Linked DNA regions of Oryctolagus cuniculus: region 2 is linked to region 1. A link is a contact called in public Hi-C data. All regions are on one chromosome and are shown on one strand. The core of a region is the stretch at or near the end of the contact, and the rest is flanking DNA. Distances in the headings are between cores, read along the strand shown.

The links. Hi-C and Micro-C count contacts between places; a contact is called where the count stands out from the background.
Region 2: a contact with region 1 is called in a Hi-C map of an unstated tissue, with 4 times the contacts expected there. The contact joins two enhancer-like sites. A contact is called at or near these places in 2 of 6 Hi-C or Micro-C datasets (ear pinna and an unstated tissue).

The regions. Positions count from the first base shown.
Region 1 is chr5:714,907-721,969 of mOryCun1.1, reverse strand. It overlaps WDR27 (WD repeat domain 27), which reads right to left. Exons shown (of 25, transcript XM_070074559.1): 16 at 6,560-6,657; 17 at 5,464-5,553. Among named protein-coding and RNA genes, the nearest start is that of C5H6orf120, 67 kb to the right of the region's middle. Within about 2 kb of position 3,164, at least 1 of the 8 cell types and tissues checked has an H3K27ac peak or open chromatin away from gene starts, as enhancers often do.
Region 2 is chr5:1,118,673-1,125,735 of mOryCun1.1, reverse strand. No RefSeq gene overlaps it. Among named protein-coding and RNA genes, the nearest start is that of THBS2, 170 kb to the right of the region's middle. Within about 2 kb of position 3,100, at least 1 of the 8 cell types and tissues checked has an H3K27ac peak or open chromatin away from gene starts, as enhancers often do.

The DNA.
Region 1 (7,063 bases), core at 1,915-4,414:
TCCGCAGGGGAGCGGCACACCGCCGGCCGGCTCTTCTCGGGGGCTGCACAGGTGTTCCTTCAGCTAGATGTTCCCCTTAGATGCCCCGGTGCATGCCGTCTCTCTCCTCCTTTATAGTCCTCCTCCGCCAATCCCAACTCGGCTGCCCACACGCCGAGTACGCTGCTCTCCAATCAGGAGCAAGTCCTACAGTTTATTGGTTGAACTGGAGGCAGCTGTGCGGAAGCTGTTTACTTCTCTCCCAGCGCCATATTGTGGGAGAGCAGATGCATAGAATAAGTCTTAATTCCAGTAACTCAGTCCAGTCCGGGCTGCTCCCCACACAGGGCCAGACTCCATTGCTAAGAGATTCCCCTAGTCGTCGTATTTCTTAAAGTAGGAAATTCAAAATTACATGTGCATCTGTGAGTGTCTGTTTCACAAAAATTATAAACTGTAGAATCATAAAACACAGTACAGAAGTCTGTGGATTAAGTAGTATTTTAAAGCCACGATTCTTTTGGGGCCAGCACTGTGGCGTAGCAGGTAAAGCCACTGCCTGCAGCGCTAGCATCCCATATGGGTGGTGGATCACTCCCCAGCTGCTCCACTTCCCATCCAGATCTCTGCTGTGGCCTGGGAAAGCAGTGGAAGACGCCTAAGTCCTTGGGCCCTGCACCCACGTGGGAAACCCGGGGGAGGCTCCTGGCTCCTGGCTTCGGACTGGCACAGCTCCGGCCATTGAGGCCAACTGGGGAATGAACCAGAGGATGGAAGACCTCTCTCTCTCTCTCTCTCTCTCTCTCTCTCTCTCTCTCTCTGCTTCTGCCTCTCTGTGTAACTCTTTCAAATAAATAAGTAATAATAAAAAAGTAACTATGATTCTTTTGACATCAAAGGAAAAAGTCAAAAAGCTTTACTGAACACACGTAGGATATAATCATTTCCTTGAGATTTTGACATTTTTATCTGCATTTAAAATGGCTAATTATCTTTTTTTAAAGAATTATTTATTTGAAAGTCAGAGTTACAGAGACAGGGGGGAGGCAGAGAGATCTTCCAACTACTGGTTTCACTCCTCAGATGGTCACAACAGCCAGAGCATGGCCAGTCCAAAACCAGGAACCAGGACCTTCATCTGGGTCCCACGTGGGTGACAGGGCCCCAAGCACTTGGGTCACCTTCCCAGGTCATTAGCAGGGAGCTGGATTGGAAGCGGAGCAGCTGGAACCCAAGCTGGTGCCCATATGGGACGCTGGTGTCTCCGATGATGGCTTAATCTGGCACGCCATATCACCAACCCCTGAAACAGCTGTTCTGACTGCCGACACGGGGTGCTGGCGAGCTCCTTAGCAGTAAACACCCTGAACTGGGAGACGCTGCTGTGCGGCTGACAGCTGGGCTTATTTCCCCTGCCTACAGAGCTTGCCACCCAGCCTCTCACTCCCATGCCAGCCTGACCGGGTCCGGACTCCTGCCTGCCATCCTGCTGCTGCGGGCTGGGGACATGCTGCCTCCTGGGCCTCCGACCACACATCTGCTTTCTGAGCCCGCCTGGCCCTGGAGCCTCAGACATGCCTCAAGCCCAGGGAGCCACTCAAATATGACAGTGCCCCCGGCTGCCAGCCCTGTGTCCCCCGGCTGCCACCCCCTGTGTCCCCAGGCTGCCAGCCCTGTGTCCCCCGGCTGCCACCCCCTGTGTCCCCAGGCTGCCAGCCCTGTGTCCCCTGGCTGCCACCCTGTGTCCCCAGGCTGCCAGCCCTGTGTCCCCTGGCTGCCACCCTCTGTGTCCCCAGGCTGCCAGCCCTGTGTCCCCCGGCTGCCACCCTCTGTGTTCCCCGGCTGCCACCCTCTGTGTCCCCAGGCTGCCAGCCCTGTGTCCCCCAGCTGCCACCCTCTGTGTCCCCAGGCTGCCACCCCCTGTGTCCCCAGGCTGCCACCCCCTATGTCCCCAGGCTGCCAGCCCTGTGTCCCCCGGCTGCCACCCTCTGTGTCCCCCGGCTGCCACCCTCTGTGTCCCCAGGCTGCCAGCCCTGTGTCCCCCAGCTGCCACCCTCTGTGTCCCCTGCCTGCCACCCTCTGTGTCCCTCGGCTGCCACCCCCTGTGTCCCCAGGCTGCCAGCCCTGTGTCCCCCAGCTGCCACCCCCTGTGTCCCCAGGCTGCCACCCCCTATGTCCCCAGGCTGCCAGCCCTGTGTCCCCCAGCTGCCACCCTCTGTGTCCCCTGCCTGCCACCCTCTGTGTCCCCCGGCTGCCACCCTCTGTGTCCCCCGGCTGCCACCCCCTCTGTCCCCAGGCTGCCACCCCCTCTGTCCCCAGGCTGCCAGCCCTGTGTCCCCTGCCTGCCACCCTCTGTGTCCCCAGGCTGCCAGCCCTGTGTCCCCCAGCTGCCACCCTCTGTGTCCCCTGCCTGCCACCCTCTGTGTCCCTCGGCTGCCACCCCCTGTGTCCCCAGGATGTTCTCAAAACTGCGCCCTGCGCAAGAGACACAGGAGAGACGAGTGAGGCGGACAAGGGGCCGCTGGGCTCTGCACAGAGGCCACGAGAGACAGGCTGGTGGGGAAGACGGACGCCCCAACAACCAGCAATCAAGACTTGCTGAGCAATCACATTCCGCCTCCTGCAGCAAGGACAAGCGGCCAAGTCACCACTGCTCTGGGAAGACGCTGGTCACCCAGGGACCTCCCCAGGGAGGGCGGCCACTGGCATGTCGGTCTTGGTGTATGCACCACACGCAGTAATTTAAAGATCAGAAAGTGAATCACATGGGTCAGAAAACCAACGAGGAAAATGGAAAGGCACACGAGTCAGTCTGCAACTCACTCTGTAACCTGAACCCAGGGAATCTCAGAGCCAAAAACGCACCGAGCGACAGCCGTCTGGAACAGCTCTGCTTCCCCCTTGTGGACAGTGTGCAGTTTCAGCAACCGTGCTGAGGCCAAGCCAGCCAGGCTCCAGCCTTCACCCCTGCCCCTTGGTGGCAGGAGGACAGTGTTCTGGGGCCAGGGCTTGTAGGTGTCGGTAGCAAATGGCACCTGCAACACTCTTACGAGTAGTGCTTAAGTCTGGACTCCATGCCACCGTGAAAACTCTCTCTAAAGGACCTACCCCGGCAGCCCCAGGAGGCCCACTCTGGGACACCAACACCACTGGCTCACCGAGGGCAGGAGGAGGGTGCGATTCCACCTCCCATGTCCTTCTCCCATGACACCACGCACTGCCCAAGACTGCCGCATGTCTTCTGGGCCTCTGTCCACCAGCTCACAAAAGCTGCGTGCAAGCACAAGCCCCGCCCATCACCGGAGTGGCAGAGGGATGCCTCCAGCAGAGCCACAGGACACCATGGGCCTGCCTGTCGCTGCTCACGGGACTGGCAAAGAGCCCGCTTCCTCTTCCAGGCTCAGGCCCAGGCACGGGCTCCGGAGTGCTGTGGCCTCGGGTGCATGGCAGGGATCCCACATGGCAGGGGCCCTCTGGAGCCCTCAGGCTTCGGCCTCCCCAGCCAGGCCCCTTCCCCTCTCCTCAGGCTCGTCACAGGGGTCAACACATCTCCCCAGAACCAGACAGCGGCTCCCACCCTGATGTCGCTTGATGACGGCCCCCAGTGGTAAGGAGCTGAGCCAGCGTCCTCCTGCCAGACCCAGGGTCCACGTGTCAGGAAACAGTTCAGCACAGGGGACATGAACCGCCCACCGCAGACGGAGCGCACACGAGGCTTCTCCACCAAGGGAGATCTCAGAGGGCAGAAAACGGCCTGGCAGAGCTCAGAGCATAGTCTCCCATCTGCAGCAGGCTCTTCACTAAGTCGGTCTTGGGGGACCCTCAGCTGACCCTGGCCCCTCCAGCAGGACGGTGCCAGCTGCACCTGCACGAGGGCTGGAGCTCCCCCCACCCCAGCCACCCTGGAACTCCACGGCAGCTTTTGACGGAAGACAATCTGAACTCTGAAGCACCAACGCTAAACTCCTGTACTGAATTAGTTACGGTCAATATCAGTGATTTTCTTTAAAAAAAAATATTTATTTACTTGAAAGGCAGAGATACAGGGAGAAGGAGAGAGAGACGGAGAGGGCGAGATACTCCATCCACTGATTCATTCCCCAAATGGCCACAACGGCCGAGGCTGGGCTGAGCTGAGGCCAGGAGCCAGGAGCTTCTTCCAGGTCTCCCACATGAATGACAGGGACCTGAGCACTGCCTCCCTCAGGCCATTAGCAGGGAGCTGGATCAGAACTGGAGCAGCCAGGACTTGAACCGGCATCCATGTGCGGGCAGAAGCTTAACTTTCTACACCACAGCGCCGGCCACTCTCACTGGTTTTCAAGCTGAGCGGCACTACCTGGCCATGACCTCAGAGGCCCCACATTCTCCCAGGACAGAATTCCAATTCATCACCTGGCCTGTCTTGGATTAGGACGGAAATAAATTTCCTGGGTGGGTGCTGAGGCATGAACTGTATTTTCAGTTAAAATTCATGACTATCCGACTGGGCCCGTGCGACAGGATGGGGAGGCACCCCCAGCAGGAATGCTGCGCCTTGTTCCAAGACAAGTTTCAGCGTCCACTGCGCTCTCCTAACTCATGGGAAAGCCTTTTCCAACAATGAAAACCTAGAGGAACGCCCAGGGTCAGCGGCTCTCCTCGCAGCAGGCAGTCAGTCGGGCTCCGTCCACACTCACAAGGGCCTCCCTGGAGTCGCCGGGGCACCTGGTGACACCAGAGGCACAGGCAGAAAGCACCACACCCGACCCGGGCCCAGACACACAGAGGCGGCAGCACCTTCCTGCTTCCAGGTAGGGCCCCACCCGGGGCCCTGGCCTGGCCCGCGCCTGCCCACTCCTCGTCTCCTAACAATCACACGACTGGAGACAGAGCCCACCGTGGAAACCCCGCGAGAACAGGTGGAACGGCGAGACTGGTGCACCCTGAAATGTCTACCGAGAGCAAACGTGAGGTGAGCGTTGCAAGGATTTGGCTCAGAAGAAGGAAGCCGTGTGCGTCTGAGTCAGGAGGTTGACTCATCTCATCTCAGCTCTGCTGCTCTCTTCTCAAATCTGCTTCCTAAAAACCTGCTCCCCTCGCTTCATCTGTGAACACGACTGTGCACAACCGCTACTGAACATCAAACTAGGTTTCAGTTATACGGCTTTTCATTAGTTAATTAAATATGTTTCAAATATGTAAGATCTGACTTCACTCTCTGCCCTAGATTCCACAGCGTTCCGTGCTTTGTGCACAGGGCACCAGCTATCACAGCTCCGCGATGTTGGCCTCACAGCTGCGCTCACTCGGCCTGGAGACGTGCTCAGAGCAAGTCGCTTTGTGAAGTGTCACCCTCACAGCACCACCCCCAGAACCTACTCAAGTCTTGTTCTGTCCTGTTGTTGTTTGAACACTCAAAAAAACACACTTAGCAATTGACCACCACGACCAAAACAAGATCCACCCTTAAATTCATGCCAACTAGATTAAGACACATTTTACCTGGAAAAACAGTGGGTGTTCCAGTAAGGCTGGCATCAAAGACCAGGGACAGGTGGTTGGCTAAGCCACAGGCCAACCGACGCCCATCTCCTGTGTCAAACAGATAAATGTTCTGTGTGAGACCCTAACCCACAGGGTCACGCTGGCAGCAGGTAAGTGCACAATCTCAGCTAATCCATGTTCACGTTCTCAGGCAGTGAGAAATCTGAACCACCAGGTCACCTGGCTGGCGACGCTTCACAGTAGCAACCTGCATGCAGGGGCTGCGTGGTACTGGGCCTGGAGGTGTCAGTAGGGCCAAGGCCTTGCAAACCAGCTGCTGCTTACTTGTTACTGCACGTTCACACAGATGAGCCGCAGGCCAGAGAGCTGAGTACCAAACACCCAGTGTTCACTTGTTACTGCACATTCACACAGAGGAGCCGCAGACTCCCCCTACCTGAGTACTGAATACCCCAGACTCCCCCTACCCGAGTACTGAATACCCACACTCCACCTGCCCAAGTAGAAAAACCCAGAATCTGCCCACATGCATACTAAACACCTCAGACTCTGCCTACCTGAGTACCAAACACCCCACACTCTACATACCTAAGTACTGAACACCCCACACTCTGCCTACCTGAGTACTCCAGACTCTACCCACCTGAGTAACAAATAACACAGACTTTGCATCCCTGAATAATGAAAATCAAAGACTCTACATACTCACTACAAATAGCCCTAGAGCCCTCAGACTCTACCTACCTCAGTACTGAACACCCTAGACTCTGAGTATTACATGACCCAGACGCTGCCTACCTGAGTACTGAACACCCTGTTCTGAGTATTACATGACCCAGATGCTGCCTACCTGAGTACTGAACACCCTAGACTCTGAGTATTACATGACCCAGACGCTGCCTACCTGAGTACTGAACACCCTATTCTGAGTATTACATGACCCAGATGCTACCTGCCTGAGTACTGAACACCCTAGACGCTGAGTATTACATGACCCAGACGCTGCCTACCTGAGTACTGAACACCCTACTCTGAGTATTACATGACCCAGACGCTGCCTACCTGGGAACTGAACACCCTAGACCCTGCATACCTGAATACTGAATGCAGCATACAGCAGCCGGCTTGTGGGCCACAGTTACCTGCTGGCCAGGTTTGGTCGGTACAGAATTTTCCCAAGGGTAGTCCTTGCTGTAAGGAAGACAAGAGGAAATAAAAATAAAGAGGTAATTCAAAGTGAAAGTACAAATAAAAGATAAAGTAGAAATAAAGTGGATCACACCCCCACTGACACACGTATTTCATTCCATCAAATTTGTGGTGCTCTTATATTCAAAATCAAGAAATTACCCCTTAAAATAGTATTCCATGGGATGTATTTTAGGTTTTATTTTTGTTTATTTTGAAAGACAGAGTTACAGAGAGAGGTAGAGACAGAGAGAGAGAGAGAGAGAGAGAGAGAGAGAGAGAGAGAGAGGTCTTCCATCCACTTGTTCTCTCCACTAATGGCCGCAATGGCTGGAGCTGAGCTGATCTGAAGCCAGGAGCCAGGAGCCTCTTCCGGGTCTCCCACACTCATGCAGGGGCCCAAGGACTT
Region 2 (7,063 bases), core at 1,851-4,350, 400 kb before region 1:
CACAATACATAGATCAACCTTAAAAGAAAGAGAGGGAGGGAGGGAGGGAAGACTACCTCCACACCAGGAATGGCGGTGCACACACACGGCACGCTGACCCCGCTGTGTCAGACTGGAAGCAGGCACATCGCCCTAGAGCACGAGCCCATGGGCATCGGCGGTGCAGCGCAGGCGCCCTGCTCAGCGAGTCACGCGGGGACGCGGGTCAGATCCCAGCTGCCTGCTCCTCGCATTCCCCAAAGGCTGCAGGTGGCATTGTTCCCCTCTGAGGCCACCTGGAGCTTGGGGCCCCGAGGGTCTGGGAAGGGTGACTGTGCGGGGTGCGCGTGGGGAAGGCTAGCCCGACACCGCGACCCTGCACGGCGCTGGGTGTGGATCTATGATCTATGCACTGGTCAGATGCCAAGAGCCATAAAGAGGCCAAAGAACAACATTTATGCAAAATGTAATTTAAAGCAAAATCAACGGAATGTAGACCGTGACAAATGGATCTAACTCTATTACCAATGATGACAGAGTTCAAAAATTTGGCTCCAGTATCAGAGGAAGCCTGGGGAGAGTTTGGCGGCCCCCGGCCAGGAGGGCGGGCTGCAGGGCCTTCGGGCCAGCCGCTGGGTGGTGCCAGGGGCCCGTGAAGCAGTGCTGCCGTGCCGTTGATAGGAGAGAGCCCACGGCAGCGTGGTGGGCTGGCCTGGCTCTGTTGATAGGAGAGAGCCCACGGCAGCGTGGTGGGCTGGCCTGGCTCTGTTGATAGGAGAGAGCCCACGGCAGCGTGGTGGGCTGGCCTGGCTCTGTTGATAGGAGAGAGCCCACGGCAGCGTGGTGGGCTGGCCTGGCTCTGTTGATAGGAGAGAGCCCACAGCAGCACGTGGGCCGGCCTGGCTCCTCCTCCGACCCGGCGAGCGCCGGCCACGCCACTCCGACGCTGGCACAGGAGCCGAGGTCTCAGAGTTCCGTTTCGTGTCCGTGTGGTTGCGCTGCCTTCGGAGTTCCGCCTGTGGCCCGGGCGTGGGTTTCTCTCCGAGCTGATTTTTCGTAGAATTGATTGGACATTTCACAGACCCGCAGCCTGTACAGGAGAGGACGAGAACTTCACAACAAACCTAATGATGCTGGTCCTCCATGTAGAAAGCAGTCGATGCTCCCGTTCTGCTGGGCTTGGCGTTGAGGAGGTGGAGGACGTCCACCTGTCACTCACGCAGACACCTGAACGCCCAGGGCCCAGATGACCCGGGGCCGTCCCGCCTGGTCTCCTCCGTGGGTGGTGCTCACTCCCATCGCCGGGGTCCACACTGGCAGCCGTGACCTCACCGTATGCAGCCGTCAGGTAGACTCTCCCTGCTGCGGAGGTATTGAAGCCCCGGTCTTCAACCCGGCCTCGCTTCAGGCAGACCAAACCCCGGTGTGCTGCCGTCGGTCTCACGGCCAATAGAAAAGAAAAGAAATGGCCTCAGACCGTGTGAGAGGACCGCGTCCGCTGCTTCCCGCAGCATCAGATTCCGGGTGGCGGCTGCAGCCGCTCTCCCCTGCGGACTGCCACAGCGGCCCTGCCGCAGACAAGCAGAGGGATGTTCCGGGCAGGACGTCTGTCGCCCAGACGGGGACGGCCCAGGAGCCGGCGGCTCACGCGCAGACCACTCAGGAACGGAGATTTCCGCCCGCGACTCGCGAAGCCTCAGCCTGGCACCGCCTCCACGGCCTGGCGCTCGCCCTCAGTGCTGTTGTCCCCTGCTGTCCTGGGCGCTCGCTTTGCGTGTCGCATGCTCAGGGCTCCGTGCTGCTAACGCCCACTCGTCACGGCTCAGCCGCTGCCTGCCGCGCGAGTGTGTGTGGATCCCCAGACGCCCCCCGCAGCGCCCGGGGCCTGAGGGTTCCCGGGTTCTCACAGTGGGCACCGGGTGTGCACCAGGCGTCCCTGCGTCTCCTCCTCTTCCCCCCTTGTCAGCTCCTTCCGGGCCCCTGTGGGAGGGAGGGGTGTTTTGTTTTGTTTTGTTTTTTAATTTTTTGACAGGCAGAGTGGACAGTGAGAGAGAGAGACAGAGAGAAAGGTCTTCCTTTGCCGTTGGTTCACCCTCCAATGGCCGCTGTGGCAGGCGCACCGCGCTGATCCAAAGCCAGGAGCCAGGTGCTTCTCCTGGTCTCCATGGGGTGCAGGGCCCAAGGACCTGGGCCATCCTCCACTGCACTCCCGGGCTACAGCAGAGAGCTGGCCTGGAAGAGGGGCAACCAGGACAGAATCCGGCGCCCCGACCGGGACTAGAACCCGGGGCGCCGGCACCGCAGGCGGAGGATTAGCCTAGTGAGCCACGGCACCGGCAAGGGAGGGAGTTTTAGACGTGAGGCTCTGAAGGCCTCAGGAAGCCACAGCGCTCGGGACTCGTGATTCGTCTTCCCTATTGGGTCTCATATCATGCACGTGCCAGGGCTCTTCTCCATCTGGGACTTTTTCCCAGACAGAAGCACGGTGGTCGTGGGGGGGGGGGGTGATGGTGGTGGTGATGGTTTGAAGAGCTTTACAGCTTCCCTAAGGTCACAGCACACTTTAGAGCCAGAATGCTACCTTCTGGAGTTTATAAAAACACAGGCGATTAACTCACACTCGTGTGAACCCACCCCGAGGCAGCACATTGGCCAGGCCGCATTCCCGGAGTTCACTCCAGAATCCCAGGACGTGGGAAGCACAGGCTCTCCTCGACTTTCAAAACTGAACCTGCAATGGCTTTATTGAGAGGTAAGTCAGGACCCACACATGTCCACACTTTTTCGTACAGCCTCAGTGTCAGGCAACCACAACATAATTTTAGAACATTTTTATTCCAGAAGAAATCCCATTCTCATGACAAATCACGGCTGCCCGCCCACCCCCGCCAGTCCTCGGGAGTGGCCGTGCGAAGCTGTGACTCACCCCAGCCTCGGCAGCTTCCGTGGAAGCTGCGAGTCCCAGCTCCCGGGAGCTGGGGCCTGGGGCTCTAGCCACATGGCACAAGCTGAGAGGTATTTGAAAGTCAGCCGTGTGGCTTTTCCCTACCTTGATAAAAAGCAGTTAAAAAAAATCAGTAGGAACTTGGTCGCCCTAGAAAGGCCAGGCACAAGGTGCAGATGGGCGCCTCCCCTTCACAGGTTCTTGTTCCTAAAATGTCTGTATGTGAGAGGCAGAGACAGACGGGCCAGCGCCCCTGTCCACTCCTTCACACCCAGTCGCCCATGGCAGCCCCGGGGTGGGGCTGGAGCTGGGCGGGGAGCCAGGACCCCCCTGGGTCTCCCCCGGGGGTTCCGTCCACAGGCAGGAAGCTGCATCTGGGATCAGGCCGGGCATCGGCCCAGGCACTCGGCGTGGGACTCCGGCCTCTCTACCTGCATCTCACCTGCCAGGCCCATCTGGAAGGGGACGCTGGGCTCCCAGCGCTGGGTTCGCATGAACACCTGCCGCGTGCCGCTGTTGGCTGACGGCCGGGTAATCGGCTCACAGCCGTGAGACGGCAGAGCCCGAGCAGCTCCCACTCCACCTTGGTTACGAGAATAATCCACACGAGTGTTCCAAACCGACTTCGAATGGGGACTCGGGGGCACTAGTGCTGCAGATTAAGAGACGGAGGTGTGGACTGACTCCTGCAGATGGCCACGTGTTGGTGGGACACTCGCCATTCCAGGGGCGCCCGCGGTGGGTACAGAACAGTCGTTGCGTATCCAGATGAAGCCCCCGTGCGCCCTGACAGGTGCAGCTTAAAGTGACTGCGGCCTGCGTAACTCACCCCTCTGCCCTCCCGAGAGCCAGACTCCCCTCCCCCGAGTGTACACCCTCGTCTCCTGTCATTGTGGGGGGCACAAGACCCCCGTGGCTCCCAACACCGCTGCCCCCTCCCTCCACCGCGCCCCCTCCCCTTCTCTTCTGATGAATTTCGGTTCTGGACAAGAGGGGGTGCTCTCCCCACCCGTGGAGTTGATCCAAACGTCCACCATTCTCGCTCGGATTCCCAGGAAGACACACACAGACATGCAAAGTGGCACACAGGCACAAGCAAGGACACGGGGCTGTCTCAGACGTCGCCCGCAGCTCGTGCACCAGGAGGAGGTGCACACGGTGCAGTGCAGAGCGCCGGCCAGGGTCAGGGCATAAAGTATACCAAAATAAGCCCAAGCATAAGTGAGGTAAATGCCAGAGAAGAATTCAATGTTTCAATATAATGAGAGTCAGACATGACGGAATACTATGCAGCTGTGAAAAAGAAATGAGCTCCTGTCATAGGCAAGAAAATGGACGCAACTGGAGACTGTTACGCGTAGTGAACTAAGTCAGACCCAAAAAGACGATTACCGCATGCTCTCTCTGATCTGTGGAGCCAATACGCAGAGTACAAACCCTTCATGTAGATGAGTGAGACCGACATCGGGACCCGATGGCTGCTGTTCCCCGTGTCTGTGCCCCTGTGCAACAGCGCCCCCCCCGACTTTTCCTCCTGGAGCAGAGCCCTGAGCCTGCGACTGTAAACACTAAACATCCTTGAAAAAAGGAGAGGGGAGGGAGGGGAGAATTGTTGTTGTAGTCTGGGAATCTATGGAATTCATGCAATCCGTTTTCTATACAATAATAAATGAAAAGTAATTAAAATATTAAAGGAATAAAGAAAAAGTAAGTTAAAATAGGCAGAGTGGAAAAGGCCCAAGAGCAGAGGACTAATCGAACTGTCACCCGTAAATCTTTCAGATTCTGTTCTGAATAAGAAGAGCGCCACTGTGGGCGCTGCTCTGCGTGCAGATCGTGTGTCACCACGTCCACATGTGCCACCACGTGTGTGCCTGGACGTCGAGTGTCGCAGGGAAGTTCTTCAATGCAAGTATGTGAGCTTTCAAACTCTGCAGAAGAATAAGTTATTGGCCGGCGCTGCGGCTCACTAGGCTAATCCTCCACCTGCGGCGCCGGCACACCAGGTTCTAGTCCTGGTTGGGGCGCCGGATTCTGTCCCGGTTGCTCCTCTTCCAGGCCAGCTCTCTGCTGTGGCCCGGGAGTGCAGTGGAGGATGGCCCAGGTGCTTGGGCCCTGCACCCGCATGGGAGACCAGGAGAAGCACCTGGCTCCTGCCATCGGATCAGTGCGGTGCGCCGGCCACAGCGGCCATTGTGGGGTGAACCAACGGCAAAAAGGAAGACCTTTCTCTCTCTCTCTCACTGTCCACTCTGCCTGTCAAAAAAAAAAAAAAGAATAAGTTATTTTATAAATTAGAAATGATGACTGAGTCATTTTATTTTTAAAGATTTATTTATTTATTTAATTGAAAGCATGAGAGAGAGAGAGACAGAGAGAGAGAGAGAGAGATCTTCCATCTGCTGGTTCCCTCCTCAAATGGCAGCAATAACCAGAGCTGTGCCGATCTGAAGCCACGAGCCAGGAGCTTCTTCCAGGTCTCCCATGCGGGTGCAGGGGCCCAGGCACTTGGCCATCTTCCACTGCTTTCCCAGGCCACAGCAGGGAGCTGGATCAGAAGTGGAGCAGCCGGGACTTGAACCGGTGCTCATGTGGGATGCTGGTGTCACAGGTGGCAGCTTCACCCACTATGTCACAGCGCCAGCCCCCGATGAGTCATCTGAAATAAATCAAACTTACCAAAGGCCTGGCACTGCATCTCCTGCCCCCAGCGAGTTAGTGACCGGCAGCCAGCAGGGGCGTGGGCGCAGGTGCGGCTAAGCTAACGCACTTGGGCTGCGGCTCGGCCTCCACACCCGATGCCACAATCATGGTGGGGATGAAATTCTTGAAGCCCCCATCGCGGAAAGGGGAGCGAGTGTAGTGCTACACGGCGAGCCAAGCGGCGCTGTGGGTATGTTCCCCGCGCTCAGATCACATTCCCGGGAGGACCAAGGGGAGACATGGCACTGGGTCCTCCTAGCAGTGCCCCCAGCAGCTACATCCCCAGGAGTGACACGCCCTCACGCCTATCAGCAGTTACGCCCCCAGGAGTGACACGCCCTCACACCTATCAGCAGTTACCTCCCCAGGAGTGACACGCCCTCACACCTATCAGCAGTTATGTCCCCAGGAGTGACACGCCCTCACACCTATCAGCAGTTACGTCCCCAGGAGTGACACGCCCTCACGCCTATCAAGTGAACTTGTAAAATTTCAGATGGAAAATTCTGATTAGATTCCCCATGTGGTTCCTCTCCATAATCTGCGTCTCTACTCTCTCTCTCTTTGTTGTTGTTGTTACAGGCAGAGTGGACAGTGAGAGAGAGAGAGACAGAGAGAAAGGTCTTCCTTTGACGTTGGTTCACCCCCCCCAAGTGGCCGCTACGGCCAGTGCCTTGTGGCTGGCGCGCTGTGCCAATCCGAAGCCAGGAGCCAGGTGCTTCCTCCTGGTCTCCCATGTGGGTGCAGGGCCCGAGCACTTGGGCCATCCTCCACTGCACTCCCGGGCCACAGCAGAGAGCTGGACTGAAGAGGAGCAACCAGGACAGAATCCAGTGCCCCGACCGGGACTAGAACCCGGGGTGCCAGCGCCGCAGGTGGAGGATTAGCCTAGTGAGCCATGGCGCTGGCCTGCCTCTCTACTTTCACGCCATGTCTACTCATTTTTCTGTTCTCCCTATAAATCCTTGGATACATTTGTAAGTTATTTTCGGAGTCCTGTCTACCAGGGCCGGCGCTGTGGCCCAGTGGGTTAAGCTGTTGCCTACGGCGCCCGCATCTCACATGAACACTGTAAGTCCCGGCTGCTCCACTTCCCATCCAGCTCCCTGATGTGGCCTGGGAAAGCAGCACAGATGGCCAAGTGCGTGGGCCCCTGCACCCACGTGGGGGACCTGGAGGAAGCTCCTGGCTCCTGGCTTCAGCCTGGCCCAGCCCTGGCCGTTGCAGCCATCTGGGGAGTGAACCAGCGGGCGGAAGAGCTCCCCCTGTCTCTCCGTCTGTCTGTAACTCTGCCTTTCAAAGGAATGGATCATTTTTTTTTTTTTTTTTTTGACAGGCAGAGTGGACAGTGAGAGAGAGAGAGACAGAGAGAAAGGTCTTCCTTTGCCGTTGGTTCACCCTCCAATGGCCGCCACGGCTGGCGCGCTGTGGCCGGCG